Linked DNA regions of Mus musculus: region 2 is linked to region 1. A link is a contact called in public HiChIP or PLAC-seq data. All regions are on one chromosome and are shown on one strand. Each heading gives the region's core, a stretch centred on a gene start, on an enhancer-like site or on the middle of the called end of the contact. The rest is flanking DNA. Distances are from core to core; before and after follow the strand shown.

Evidence for each region. HiChIP or PLAC-seq counts read pairs in DNA pulled down with a chosen protein or histone mark.
Region 2: a contact with region 1 is called in an H3K4me3 HiChIP or PLAC-seq map of the SCID.adh cell line, with 15 read pairs. The contact joins the promoter of 1700092K14Rik here to the enhancer-like site in region 1. A contact is called at or near these places in 2 of 39 promoter capture datasets (epiblast stem cells and pre-B cells), 2 of 484 Hi-C or Micro-C datasets (nephron progenitors and stem cell-derived cardiac mesoderm) and 2 of 115 datasets of contacts at active chromatin or transcription factors (the SCID.adh cell line and embryonic stem cells).

The regions. Positions count from the first base shown.
Region 1 is chr11:114,111,212-114,114,243 of GRCm38.p6, forward strand. No RefSeq gene overlaps it. Among named protein-coding and RNA genes, the nearest start is that of 1700025D23Rik, 21 kb to the left of the region's middle. Within about 2 kb of position 1,625, at least 5 of the 459 cell types and tissues checked have an H3K27ac peak or open chromatin away from gene starts, as enhancers often do. A contact at or near this core is called in the SCID.adh cell line, where this site is marked.
Region 2 is chr11:114,196,852-114,199,883 of GRCm38.p6, forward strand. 1700092K14Rik (RIKEN cDNA 1700092K14 gene) reads left to right here and starts at 1,407. Exons shown (of 3, transcript NR_045930.1): 1 at 1,407-1,472; 2 at 1,875-2,026; 3 at 2,172-2,348.

The DNA.
Region 1 (3,032 bases), core at 375-2,874:
CAGCCCCTGAAGAGAGCCCCTTAGATTTCCCTCCTACCTGACTCCATAGGTCTGGCATCTGGCTGAGGAAGTTACTATGGGTTCGGGAGCACTTGAAAATGAGCATATTTATCCATCACAGCCAGCGCAAGGAATGCTGTTGCCAAGGGATGTGTAATAGACTCCGACTCTGGCCATACTTGGCACTCTTTATGGATTCAGGAGATACAGCCCCATCCTCTCCTCTATGTTGTAATTCTGGGGTCATAGTTGGCTGTTTACAAGTTGGTGCCTTGAAGTTCCTGCTGCCTCAAATGGCATTCGTGGTCCCCATTATCAGCGTGGAGCTTTCTAGAATGCAGGACCTCAGGACCACCCCAGATCTGCTGAGTGAGATGTGGATGTCAACAAGATCTCTAGAAGGCCTGTGTGCGAGTTAAAATCCCAGAACACTGCTTGAGTAGAGATATCGGGGCCACCTACAATCAGCCAAGGGCACAGGCTTGAATAGAGATAGTGGAGGTCACCTGCCATGTGTCAATCAAACTAACGAGCTTATGAACCAACCGTGCGTGCATGACTCCTGGCTCTTGAACCTCATAGCCTTGTGGAGAGAGTTTTTCCACATATCAGGCCCTGGTGTTTGTGTTCCAGATGGTAGAGGGGTGCCAGGCATGAAGCCTGTACCCCTGGGCATCTGGGCTCTGTGGAGAACAGGTATGCCAATAGATTTGTGACTGTGGAACTCTCAATGAAGCAGCAGACCCAGAAAGAGAGCTTAGCTAGTATGCCAGGAAGCTCTGAGCCCAGACTCCAGCCCCACGTATACTGGCTGCCCTAGTTTGCTCTCAATTGCTGAGATAAAAGGTGTTATCAAAAGTAACACGTGGAGGAAAGGGTTAATTTGGCTTTCATGTCCATGTCATGGTCCATCACTGAGGGAAGTCAGGACAGAAGTTCAAGTGGAACCAGGGAGTAAGAACTGAAGCAGAGACCATGAATGCTTACTGGCTTGTTCCCCTGGCTTGTCCAATCTGCAACCCATGACCACCTCCCAAGTGGGTGGGGCCTTCTTGATGAAGCGTCTTCTTCACCAAGTGTCAGAAACTGTTGCAAGATAAAGTGTGCTGAGACTCAGATGTCCTCATGGGATGTGGCAGCCAAGGGTCACCCTTGACTCTGGTGTTGGTGAATATACTGAAGCCAGGGAAGATAGCAGGGGGGCGGGTGGGGTGAAGGAAGGGTCAGGCAAGTCCCGACTTTGAAACAATTCCCTGGGGGAGGGCATGAAGCAGAGGGAAAGTAAGCCTCGCTTTCTCTTTGCAGCTGAGGAGGACACTTTAGATCTTACTAGGTGACCTTGGTATGCTGGTTATCATCTCTGGGAGCACTTTTTTTTTTGTCCTCTGTAAGTAGAGGACAGCAACTTGCAATATAGCCTAACAATGTAGCAAGGCACATTGGATGTGCTGGGATGCTCTTTCATGGCAGAAGGCCCTGGTTAGAACCCTTATATGGTTCCAGAACACTAGCTACTCTGGGCAGTGCCAAATCCACCTGCTGAGGCCAAGAGCTGGAGGACCAGTACTAGGGTGGATGTTCCCAGCCTTCTCCTGGGGCCTCAGTGGTCTCTGTTCAGGATCCACAGCCACTAGACGCCATGTGTGGTTCCCAGGGCCTGCAGATATCTCTGTCTGATCTGAGGCTGATCAGTCAAACTGAGGCAGATGGCCAGGTGTGGCCAGTCGCAAGTAGAAGGCAGCCTTCAGCTCCTTTGTAGGCTTGGCTAGTTTTTTTTTGTGTGTCGTGGGTAAAGAAGCCATGAGATCCTGATCAGTTTTCCCAAGCTCTCTAGCCACAGAGAGGCCCACTCTGGTCACAGGCATGCTGTCAGCCGTGAGAGAGGAGGCTTCTGCAAAGCCACCTTATAGGAAATGACACAGCACAACTGCGTTACCGCCCTTCAGTCCCTTCATTCCGCTAGATTAACAGCCGCAGATTAGGCGCCTGCTGTGTCCCTTACGCCCCGTGGCGGCCATTAGTTACAACACTGAAGGAATGGACATGAATCTTTGCTCTGTGGAGTTTGCCTCCTAGCAGAGTGAGATACCACAGACAAATGAAAACACATATTACGGTAGCTGGAAATACGAGCTAGTGAGGAAAATTGGAAAGATTCTGGCATGTTGTCGTGAAGGTAGGGCGAGGAACACCCCGGAGCACAGGGAGTAGGTGGGTGGGAAAAGATCTGAAGGAGATAAGGGAGTGACTCCCTAAGGACCTTTGGGGTGAGGCTGTCCCAGAAGGAGGAGACTTATCAAAGGATTTTCCATTGAGTAGCACTTAATTTAAAAGCACTAATCCCCGTAGATTCTTGGGAGCCTCCCCCTTCCAGTCTCAGAAATGCCCCTACTCATTTCTGTTTTCTCCCCCATTCCCCTTCCCACCCCATCTCTCACCCAGTTCCCTCCCTCCGTTCACCTCCAATGTCTATTTTATTTCCTCTTTTGAGTGAGATTCATGTATGCTCCCTTGGGACCTCCTTATTAGTTTCTTTGGGTCTGTGGATTCTAGCATAGTTGTCCTGAACTATATTGCTAATGTCCACAAATAAGTGAGTACATGCCACATGTGTCTTTCTGGGTGACCCTAGCTGAGACTTATAGCAGAAGGGGATATTGAGACTGAAGTGGGACCACCCACAAAACCTTCACTCCCAAAATTTGTCCTGCTTGCAAGATGTACAGGGATAAAGATGGAGCAGAGATTGAGGGAACAGCCAACCTATGACTGGCCCAACTTGAGACCCATCCGATGGGAGAAAGCCTACCCCTGACATTATTAATGATACTCTGCTATGCTTGCAGGCAGGAGCCTAACACAACTGTCTCCTGAGAGGTTCCACCCAGAAGCAGATAAAAGACATATTCAGAGACCCAGAACCAAACATCAAGTGCAGCTTAGGGAGTCTGGGGGAGAGGATTGAGTGCGTCAGAGGGGTCAAGAACACCACAAGACCTACAAAGTCAACTAACTTGGGTCCATGGGAGCTC
Region 2 (3,032 bases), core at 157-2,656, 85 kb after region 1:
GTTGGCTCAACACACGAAAAACATTATCAACTCAACGCATAATGAATCCCAAGGAATTATTCATAAGCTCTCCTGCATTCCCTTTCCTATACAAAATCACCAAAACCCGGTGTGTATCTCGCTGACCCAGTTCCTGGGGCTCCGTGGCCACCGCATGGGACACAGAAGCCAAGGCTCACCTCTGCCACCGAGTTCAAAGACACAGTCTCCTGTGAACTCTTCCAGCGCACACATCTGGAAATCAGGCAAGGGTTCTGGGCAGGTCCATGGGTGTCTTAGGATGCCGTTGTTGTTTGTCCTGGTAGTAAGATGTTTGATCTCTCTGCCTCCACCTCTCTCTCTCTCTCTCTCTCTCTCTCTCTCTCGTGTGTGTGTGTGTGTGTGTGTGTGTGTGTGTGGTGTGTGTGTGTGAGAGAGAGAGGTGGGGGAGAGGTAAGAGAAGAGAGAAGAAGGGAGAGGACAGAGGGACACCTTGGCCTTTAATGGCCAAGCTAGCTCCTGGTTTTGAGACAGCTTCTGTTTGGCCCAGGGCTTGCTGGTTAGCCTAGGCTGGGTGGCCAATGGGCCTCCAGAAGGGTTCTACTTAACTCCATCTCCCCAGTGTTGGGATTAAGAGAACATGACACTGAGCTGGGTTCTTTGTAGTTTTGTAGGTTCTGGGCATTGAACTAAAGTTCTCCTGCTTACATGGCAAGCCTTCACTGCCTGAGCCATCTCTCCAGCCTGCCTCAGTTTCTTCCTATAGAAAATAAGAACAATCCCGGACTTCCTTGAGATTGTCTGAGGAGGAAGGTCACTTCCTTCTGTCCAGAGGGTGAGGGCAGGTGGGGCTTGAGCACCTCAGAGCTGCTCCCACCAGTTCCCACCGTGCCCCCCTCCCCTGGTTCTTCCAGCGTCTGCTCACACCTGCAGTTCCAGCATTCTCGAGGTGGAAGGGTCAGAAGTTCCAGGTTATCCTTGGCTACATAGCAAGAAATGTGTCAAGGAGACTGAGATGGCTCCCTGGCTCCAGACATGAACACCACAGAGAAGACCGCAGTCACAGAGCAGAAAACATACAAAACTAGGCGCTTGTGGAAATGTGGTTCATATGACGGGCCTGTCCAGTGTATCGACACTTCAAGCTCTGTGAGCCCACGGAAGACTTAGGCAGTCCTGGGATAGCTTTCTTTACTGTCTTCAGTTTAAAGATGAGAAAACAGAGGCACAGAGAGGTGAGGTATTTTGTCTGATGTCACACAGCTGGAGAAGCTTGTGTAGAGCATCATCAAGATGCCAACCTTTCTCTGCCACCCTTGAAACTTAAAAGTCTGTTGTTACCTGGAAACAATATCCAAGGAGATGGCAAAGTTGGGAGGCGGCTCAGTAACTGACAATGGGGAGACAAGATGCTGTCTGGCACCATCACAGTTAGTTGGTCCAGATGGTGGAAAGCCTGTATCCAATACCTGGAGTGGTGGGAACAGGAAGAGGTGAGGACAGACAGGTGAAATTTCTCAGTAATGGTTCTGTGAAGGGGGAAGAAGGGGTGTCTCGCTCCACCCAAAGGGAGGGCTCAGGGAAGGGAAGCCTATGACTTCATCACTGGGCCCACGCCAATGACATCACCAGAAGGGCAAGGAGCCAGGCTCAGCAAGTTATTTATGGAAACGGCTGGCGGCCAGGCACAGCTCCTGAGCTGTTTCAGATGTGGTTGGATAAAGCTTCCAGCTGGCCCAGTGGGGCCTCCAAGGCCTGCAGGCAGGCGGAGGAGGAAGGCTGGAGGAATCCAGCAGCTGGGGGCAGGGCTCCAGCAGAGATCATCAGAGTTCCAGGCTTCTTCCTTCTTGGGATCTGCTCATCTCTACCCATGCTCATCAAGGGCTTCCCTGCAGATCGGGCTGGCTGAACTCAGAGAGGACAGCATGTGTGTCTGCCTTCGTGTGCACCGAGGGCATGTCTGTGCACAAGACTGTAGTATGGGCTTGCCGGTCCATAGGGACACACACTCTGCTCCCTTCCACACTGGTACCTTGAGTGGTCCTGAGTGAGTATACAGATCTGTGCCTCCTTGCACGTGTATGTGCATGCGTGCATGGGGGTTGGGAGGCAGAGTGCCCAGGGAGAGCGGGGAGGAGAAGAGCCGCCCGGGAGCGAGATCACAGCAGGAAGCTGGGGAAATATCATTTCAGCCCAAGATCCAGAGGCACTTACAGAAGCTTCAGCAAAACCAGACAAAACTTCCTTTCAATCCATTTATCAAAACTGCCCGCAGCTCCGCTTCGGAGCAGGTACAACAAGAATAAAATATTGAGCACAACCAGCAACCGCGAGACTGGAGGAGGCCAATAAATAAGAAGTTACTGAGGAGCTCGCCCTGACCCTGACGGTTTGCTTTGCCGGTCCCTCCACCTATCTCGTCCTGTGATCTTATGGGTGATGGCAGGAGGGAGGATGGCAGGGGCCCCACTGGGGTGTTTTTGATGAGCTGGGGATATGAGAGTAACTCAGCCCTATGAAGACAAGCTTCAGTGAGGCAGCTGCAGGAGCTCTTCTCACATTTCTTGGGCTGGCTAACTGCCTTCCTTCTCATAATCCCCTGAGGATGGGCTGGAGAGCTGGCTCAGTGGGTAAAGATGCTTGCAGACAAGACTTACTCCCTGAGTTCGATCCCCTGGAGCCACATAGGAGAACTGACTCCTGCCTGTTGTCCTCTGACCTCCACATGCAGATGCTGGTATGCACACTGACACACACAAATATGTGTAGTAAAGCTTTTCAAAATTCTCCAAAAGGAAACTGAATCCATGCAATCTTGAGTGGCCTGGTTGTTCAAGAGAGCATTGAAGTGAGAATAGGGTCAGGAAGCAACCAAGGGGCTTGAACTCAGTCCCCAAGCTAAGACCCTCCATTCCCATGCCCTGTTATGTGCACCTTTTAGATGGTAAGTGGAGGGATGGACATGCATCCGGGTGAGAGTCCCTCTCCCAGACCACCTGTCCTCCATTCTAGATAGAGAAGCCAACCATCTTATAAATGTTCCTGCATGGGGC